2 separate regions of the Mus musculus genome follow, and region 1 is linked to region 2. A link is a contact called in public HiCAR-type data. All regions are on one chromosome and are shown on one strand. The core of a region is the stretch at or near the end of the contact, and the rest is flanking DNA. Distances in the headings are between cores, read along the strand shown.

Region 1 (4,245 bases), core at 1,559-4,058, 100 kb after region 2:
GCTAGGGTGTGGAGAGGGTATAGGGAACAGTAGAGGCTAGGCAGGGACGAGTCACATTCTATTGCAAGAATTACAGTACAGTTTCCTGGCTCAGCTTCCCAAATGAAGGAGTCCTACCCTGACCCAAGATACAAACTCAGGAGCCTGATGGCTTTTCTCCCTGTTCCCCCACCACCTCCTCCTTCCCACTATATGCCTACCTATAAACACCACCAAAACCAGCACGACCCCAAGGAAAATCCCAGAAATAGTCAGTCAATCCGAGGCTAGGTTTGAGGTGCCTCCCACCCCCCTATTTTCCAGGATGTTTCTGTTCTCATTTAGTAATGATAGCAGCGTTCTATGATAGCTGATCTCACACACACACACACACACACACACACACACCACAAAATCTCTCTATAGTAGGTAGGAACAGACACACTCAGTATAGATCAAGATTCAGCTCCAGATACTGGAGATTCAAGGGAAAGCCCCCTTCTTCCTAAACCAGCTCTGACTGGTAAGCCCTCAAAGCAACTTCAGAAAGAAACATCTGCTCTCAAAGTTCCATAGGGCTAAAAGTACCACAGAAGAAGATGGAACTAGGAAGACGGGTGTGTTGGCACCTCAACCAAGTCCTTTCTACAGCCCTAGGGCTAATCCTAAGGAAAAGGAAAATGGCTAGTTTGTTTTTTTTTTCCATCACCTTAGTCCTTTCTCTGGCATCAGGTACTAGGAGTGACAATCCCAGAAGTTGTCAGTTTCCAAGGACTACCACTGATCTGAAGCAAAGCACTCCAGAAGGCTAGAGACAGGGAACAAAGGAGGCAGTACAAACTCTGTGCGTCTCTTTTTGCACAACACTAAGACAGGTAAAGCCCAAACTCTCAACAAAAGCTAGAGACACCACAGAGAGCCACAAGCTAAGCACAAGGCTCTGGCCAGCTGTGGAACACATGGCTATGAGGTTTATGATTGACACATGTGACGATCTGGCCCTAGCCTGCAAGAACTGGAGCATGACACTGAGAAGCGTCTTAGAATGGAGGACTGCACATTGACATGAGGCAAACGTGAAGCAGGGCAGGTCCCCTGCCTTCTCATTAAGCCACTATGTTAAATAATAACAAGGGTCCAGGAGCAAGAGACAGATTAGCTCTTTGGCTGGAAGAATGGCTTTTGTTGCGGATAAAACCTCAGCTTTAAGCTTTATAAATCACTGCATAAGGAAGGTTGGTTTTAATGGTTTCTTCAATGATGAGGAAACTGAGGTCGAGGGAAAATGTGAGTGGAGGAGAGGAAGAAAGTGAAGTGACAGAATTTCCAGAAGAATGTGGACACCAGCCCCAGTCCCAGCTTCTCTCCTGCAAACCCGACAGCCTAGCTACGAGCATGCATTCAGCTCAGACCCGGCTAACCCAAGAACAGCCCCAGCGCGAGGACAAGTTCTTCAGCCAAATAGGTCCTGAGTCGGTAACAGGGACATATGGGTAGATATGGGTAGATAAGGGAGATATGGGTAGATGCAGGGATAGACAAGTAACTCTTAAATGGTGCACCTTCTTACTACCCTGTAGAATGCAGATCAGGAAACTTACACAGAAGAGAGGATAGGAATGAGTGTTCTCAAGACCAGGCGACCCAAGCCATGGGACTGTCACCTATTACCTATGGTGCTCTGGAGACAATATATACTATAGTAAGTCCTTCCCACTTTTCAATATCACCGTTTTGCAGCACTCTGGAGTAGGGACCTCGGATTCTGACCCCTTAGTGGTTTACACAGACAGCTCTGAGGCCTACACCAGCACAGTGCTGAATCCAGGATCCCTTTCTCTGTTCCCACCCCACATCCCTGCAGCGACTAGGAAATCACCTTTCACAGAGAGTATCCCTCTACTGGCTCCTGCAAAGGGGATGAGGCTCTGGGTCCAGTTCACACAGATCTACAGGAACAGTTCAAAGTGCCAAAGGATATCTTAAAACTAGCCCTTTAGGTCATATTTAAAGAGAGGTTGGTAGCAGAAGGTCCCTCTGGGATGGAGCCAGGGCCACATGTGAACACCTGGAGCAAGCTCCAGAGGTTAGGATGAAGAACTTCCAGAAAGCCACAAGAGAGGTGGAGAGGGTTAGGGTCCCTTCCACTAGAAAAGCCTAGAAGATCTGGAGGCCCCCACTAGAGAGAAGGAGGGGGGATTGTGCAATTACAGCTGGTCTAGGAGTTTCCCACATTGGCACCAAGTCGCCAGAAAGGAAACCCCAACCATAGGGCCAGGAAGGCAGCTCTGCAATTGGTTCGAGGCCAGGTATGGGTTTCTGAGATTCAGATAGAGTTGTAGGATGTGGTGGGTGTCCAAGGGGGGCGACAGAGCATGGCACGGCCCGCACAGCTAGGAGTTAGGGGTGCTGTCTGGACTCTCTTAGGTCCAGGCCAGAGTGGATACAGTGCACAAAGCCAGAGGTGCAGATAACGTGCGGGACATCCCAGCCGGGCGCGCTCCAGCCCAGATGAGGTCCGGGAATCCCTGTCTGCGCCTCGGAGGACGGGAGTTAGGACCGCCAACCCCTGCAGCACCCCCTCCCCGCTCTACTCACCTCGAACATAAGCCCGATGAGGACGCAGAGCACCAAGCAGAAACCGATGTCTGCATGGTTGTGGATGATGAACTCCTGGCTGAAGAGCGGGTAACTTTTCGTCCTCCTACGGAAAGCCATGGCAGCGGGCGTTCACCGCCTGCGGGGGCCCGCACCCTCGCTCAGCAGCCCCAGCGAAAACTTCTCCGGCCCGGCCCGGTCCGCACGCCAGCCCCGCAGCCCAGCGCGGAACAACTTCGGGCCCCGCCCCCTTCCTCTGCCCGCCCCGCCCCGGCCTGCCGCCCGGAACCGCCCCCGGCCACAGCCCTCGCCCCGCAGCGGCTGCACAGGCGCGGGCCTCTAGCCACACCCCCTTCCTCCGTCCGCCCCGCCCCCAGGCCGCAAAGGCGCGCGCCTCTGGCCACACCCCCTTCCTCCATCCGCCCCGCCCTCAAGCCCTTTGGCCAGCGCCACCGGCCACGCCTCCTGGGCGAGCCCGGCGCGCCTAACCCTTGTGCCGCGCTCGCTACCGGTGCTTGCGGCTTCCACCGGGGGTACACTCTTCCGTGAACCTCGCTGAGACGCGGGAATGGAAGCCCTGTCCTCCGGCTTTGAGAGGAAGCGGCTCCCGAGCTGCTGGACAGGAAGTGGGCCGGGATCCCACTCCTAGCGCCCAGCTTCTTCCTCTGCAGGAAGGGCCCGGGGCGGGAAGCTTCGTGCCGGCCTGTGGACTGGCCCCAGCCCTGCGCTGGATCTTAAATGAATGCATGGCTACTCCTGTGTCTGAAGGATTGCACAGTGTAGGTTCAACCTCTCAGAACCTTCAGCAGCTACCCCAAGGCCTTGCCTTAGTAGAGCCTACTTTGCAAGGGCGTGCAGGTACCCCGCGTTTTACTCCTTCACTTAAAAGGCCAGGTACTGCCCAGAATTGGTTTTTCAGGGCTCACTACCTTCAATATTAATTGATCAGAAGTGGAAGAATAAACACTGAAGAAATAAAAAAAAAAAAAAAAAAAAAAAAAGATCCTCACCCAACGTTTCCATTTAATATTAAGTTTCAAAATTACTTCCGGAAGGACAAAAGGTCTTTTAAAATAAATTATACTAGCAAATATTGGATTTAATCCTGCCAGTAATGAAGGAACAAATAATCGCTTCTAAATGTACAGAAATGCAAAATGAACAGAGGACTGTTTAATTTCTTTTCTTTTTTTAAAATTAGTTTCACGGTTACGAGTTTGCAAAAATAGCAGTCTGAAGGTAACTAGAACTGAATGAAGTTCCTTAAAGAAATTTATCTCCTGTATTCTAAACTGTGCACTATTTAACAGACAGCCCTAGGGCTTCTAACTCCACGGGCGGGGCGGGGGGCATTAATGCCTATATTGGACTAACCTTTGTTTAAAGTTAAGACCGGTGCGTGCGTGCGTGCGTGCACGTGCGTACAGTTTATGACATATAGGGGCTGCACATGCATGAGCTCACATATTTATGTATTTTCGCCCCAGTGACCTCCGGTGTCAGGCCTCACCTTCCACCTGGTTTGTTCCAAGGTCTCTCTTTGTGTTGACTTTTCCACTAGGTAGGCCAGGCTAGCTGCTCCTCTAGCTCCTCCCATCTCCCAGTAGAAATGCCCCTTGTGGCCAACTTTTACATGGGTTCTGCGGATTCCAAGTCAGGTCCTAGTAT
Region 2 (4,217 bases), core at 1,108-3,607:
ATGGTGGGACTCATGTCTCTAGCTGTATATGTAGCAGAGGATGGCCTAGTTGGTCATCAATGAGAGGAGAGGACATTGGTCTTGTGAAGGTTCTATGCCCCAGTATAGGGGAATGCCTGGACCAGGAAGCAGGAGTGGGTGGGTTGGGGAGTAGGGGGAAGGGGGAGGCGGGAGGGGATAGGGGATTTTAGGAGAGGAAACTAGGAAAGGGGATAACATTTGAAATGTAAATAAAGACAATATCTAATTAAAAAAAGATTGAATATGTCTGCTAGAATATAGGATTATAAATTAAAAAAAAAAGAGTACTCAGCTCTCATGTCAAGCTTTCTTTTCCTGTTTATTCTTTCACCCTTCCAACCCTGTCTCCTATTAGAGAATTTCCCGAAGTGTGTGCTGGAAATCTCAGACCAAGAGGTGCTGGAGTGGTACACTGCCAAGGACTTCATTGTGGGGAAGCCGCTCACCATCCTGGGGAGGACCTTCTTCATCTACGACTGTGACCCATTCACACGACAGTTCTACAAAGACAAGTTTGGAATGCCTGACTTACCACCAGTTGATGTGACCAAGAAGGAGCCACCTCCAGTAAAACAGGTAACGGGATAGAAGTCCCAAATATGGTAAGAATAAGATGTAGACACTGAAGAACTCCATAAAGATGGATGACTTCTGTATGATAGAAACTTAAAAAGAAGAAATACAGAGCCCATCACTCTATGAAAGTAGCCATGGTCTAGCGATAACCAAAGAAACATAGCATTAATAATGAGGTTTTATAATCTGCACAATTTTAAAGATTTTCAGTACCTAGTGTTTGTCTCATAAAAATGCAATTTTCTTATACTGTTCACAAGAAAGCCAGTTAGAATAACCTTTCTGAGGTGCTGTTTGTTGTCATTTTAATTCCTTAGAATATTGTTTATCTTTGGTCTACAAAATATGCTTTGAGGGCTGTAAAAGAATACGTGTTTTATGCAGAATGAAGAATGAGGTTGACAAAACTTATCTATCCATACTAGTAGAAACTTGTAAGGCCTGTAGAAAATAAAGTAAGTGTATGCATATTAATGTGGAAAATGCCCATAGCGTTTCTCAAGTGACCGAGTATCTACAGTTCTGAATATAACCGCTGCTTCTAAAGGCTAAGCAACAGCTGTCAGAATGGATACCGTATCAGTTGTGGGCACTGCTTTCCTTTGTAGGAGTGGGAAGGTATCAAGCAGGATGACCAGAGAACTTCCTTCTGATAGTCACCAGGCAGCTATAATAGTTACGTTTATAGCCAAGCTCACGTTAGTGTTAAGATGTTTTAATTTTTTTCCTATTTTCTTTTAGAAGCAAGGTTTCTCTGTGTAGCCTTGGGTGTCCTGGTTAATCTCTAGACCAGGCTGGCCTGGAATTCACAGAGATCTGCCTGCCTCTGCCTCCTGAATACTGGGATTAAAGGTGTGTACCACCACCGACTGACTTTTTTCAAGCTTTAAATCATGTACAAATCCAGATAACATACTATCTTACCTACTTCCATGGCATTAACTCAGAGGACTTTCTGTAGATTCAAGTGGTTTCCCCACTGCTTTTAAGTCAATCAGTCTCCCACATCTGGAAAGTATTTTTTCCTTTTTGTCTTGTTTTTATTGCTGGCCATCAAACCTGGGATGTTGCACATGATAGACAAGTCTTCTGCTACCTAGCTATATCTCTAGCTCTCTTAAACTACACAGAAGAGAAAAATATGGCATTACAACCCAACATTATAATACTATTTACTTTAGATGACTTAGCAATGTCTCTCAATTAACCTCTGTGTGTTCAGTGTAATAGAATGGTTAGAGGATGCTCTAATGTCCTTTCACTTTGCATACTGCTTGCCAGGCATGTTCAGAGGTCACAAACTCCCCCAGCTTTGGTTCATTTAGAAATACCTCTGTTTGTCCCTCATTTCTGAAGGACAGCTTTGCTACATATAGAATTCTCCATGGGCGTGCTTTCTTTCTTTTCTATGTTTTTAATGTTGCTGTGGTCTCTGTGTGTGGAGGTCAGGGGAGAATTTTTGGGAGTTGGTTCTTTCTTTCCACTGTAGATTCCAGGGTTCAAATTCAGGTCGAGAGGCTTCTGTGGCAAGTGGTTTCAAGTCGATGAATCACTCTGTGGGCAGGCCCTCTTGGACCATTTTTAAGACGGTTGTTTTAAAGCCATTGTCAAGCACACCTCCCTTGGATCTTCTTCAGGGATAACATCTGCTTATTTTTCTTTTCCTCTAAATGTGCCAATTTCCTAGCTCCTTAATGTGTCTTGTGACTTGCTGAGACTAAGATGTTTATTCATTTGTTTTTGAGACAAGCTCCAATTACACGGCCCAGGTTGGCCATAAACTTACAGTCCTCAGAAGTTGCTTTTGAGTGTTTCTGAGCTGGTTGACCTTTAAGAAGACACTCACAAGTGACCTCTAGTGGAATGTGAACACCAGGAGCTCCTCTTCTTGTTTTCTCTCCAGGAGTTGCCTCCTTATAATGGCTATGGACTAATTGAAGACTCTGCTCAGAATTGTTTTGCTCTCATTCCTAAAGCTCCCAGAAAAGATGTCGTTAAAATGCTGATGAATGACAATAAGGTGCTCCGCTACCTGGCGGCCCTGGTGAGTGCCTCTGTTAAGCAACTGCAGATGTGTATAACATAGTCATTTGTGTGTCGACAGACCTGTCCAGAGTCTATTTCCTGAACAGTAGAAACTGTCTTACTGATTTTTAGAACTTGATGTGATAACTACACTGGATACACTGTGTTAAGTATAAAAAGTTGAATTATACTAGTTTAACAGATACTGCCTTTTGAAAAATTTAAAAATTACTTTATGTGTATGAATGCTTTGCCTGCATGTGTGTTCATGCACTGTAGAGAGCAAGAAGCTGCTTGACCTGTCTTCCTCTAGGGATGTTGGGAATGTAGTTTACAACCTATTGATTCAGGCTCCACTCGTATCTCCCAGCATTTAGGTTTTGCCTCTTCCAGACTCTTTCCCCCTAAAACCTAGAGCACTACCTCTAAGCCATAAAACTCATCTTTTTACTTTACTAAGTGACTTCTCTGTTATCTTAGAGCCAAGCCAAATCCTGATGCTCACAGACTATTATATTTACCTATCCTTCTCCCTAGACCTTATCTTGAGAATTGCGTCTAAGTCAACAGAACCAACCTTATGGTCAAAGCCATATGTACTTTGAAAAGGACTTCAATGTAAACATATGTGAAGCTTTGTTGTACGCATGGGACTGAGTTAATTCTTATCAGAAAACTTTCTTCCAAAATTGTAGTGTGCTTAAATATGGCTAAAATAAATGAATTGGCATCAGGCTCTTGACGTTTTGACCCAGTACTGGTATCTGAGTTGGGCTGAGCAGAGTTTTATTGTTGCCTCTTTGTGGACCATTTTCCTGCTGTCCAGAGACCTGTAGGAACACCTCCCTCCCCATACACACAATATACCATGTGTGTGTCCTGTGCCATGAGGCCAGAAGATAGGTGTCAGGTCCTACAAGTGGAGTAACAGCTGGTTGTAGATGTTATGTCTTAGGGTTTCCATTAATGTGAAGAGACACCATGACCAAAGCAACTCTTATAAAGGCAAATATTTGATTGAGGGCTGGCTTACAGGTTCAGAAGTTCAGTCCATTCTCATCATGGCAGGAAGCAGTGTCTAGGCAGACATGGTGCTGGAGAATGAAAAAGTTCTGCGTCTTGATTCCAAGGCAGTCAACAGTAGACTCTCCCTTCTTCCCTGGGCGGAGCTTAAGCAAAAGTCCTCAAAGCCCATCCTCACAGTGACACACTTCCTCCAACAAGGCCATACCTCTTATACTGCTACTTCCCACCACAGGCCAGAGTCAAGCATACTGAAACCACCACGGGTTGTAAGTCATTATATGCGTACTGGAAATTAAACCCAGGTCTTCTGGAAGAACAGCTAGTGCTCTTAACTCCTGAGCTTCCCATAGTCTAGCTCTCTACACTCTCCCTTTGATAAATAGCAAAACTATTTTAAAGTGTGAGGCTTAGAAAGAAATGTAAGTTCAGGGGCTGGTGAGGTGGCTCAGTGGTTAAGAGCATTGACTGCTCTTCCGAAGATCCTGAGTTCAAATCCCAGCAACCACATGGTGGGTCACAACCATCTGTAATGAGATCTGACACCCTCTTCTGGTATGTCTGAAGACAGC

The links. HiCAR-type assays count read pairs that join an accessible place to other places.
Region 1: a HiCAR-type map of embryonic stem cells shows a contact between it and region 2, with 2.9 times the contacts expected there. The contact joins the promoter of Tram2 here to the enhancer-like site in region 2. A contact is called at or near these places in 10 of 39 promoter capture datasets (the 3T3-L1 cell line, the C10 cell line, the HPC-7 cell line and 7 more), 1 of 15 datasets of contacts at CTCF or cohesin (the NIH/3T3 cell line), 1 of 484 Hi-C or Micro-C datasets (uterus), 5 of 115 datasets of contacts at active chromatin or transcription factors (CD8 T cells, the NIH/3T3 cell line, embryonic stem cells and 2 more) and 3 of 9 other capture datasets (adipose tissue, liver and pancreatic islet).

Annotation. Positions count from the first base shown.
Region 1 is chr1:21,076,417-21,080,661 of GRCm38.p6, forward strand. It overlaps Tram2 (translocating chain-associating membrane protein 2), which reads right to left and starts at 2,809. Exons shown (of 11, transcript NM_177409.3): 1 at 2,578-2,809. The coding sequence starts at 2,697.
Region 2 is chr1:20,972,399-20,976,615 of GRCm38.p6, forward strand. Efhc1 (EF-hand domain (C-terminal) containing 1) reads left to right here. Exons shown (of 11, transcript NM_027974.1): 6 at 377-597; 7 at 2,501-2,641. Among named protein-coding and RNA genes, the nearest start is that of Gm51618, 15 kb to the left of the region's middle. Within about 2 kb of position 2,358, at least 14 of the 459 cell types and tissues checked have an H3K27ac peak or open chromatin away from gene starts, as enhancers often do. A contact at or near this core is called in embryonic stem cells and uterus, where this site is marked.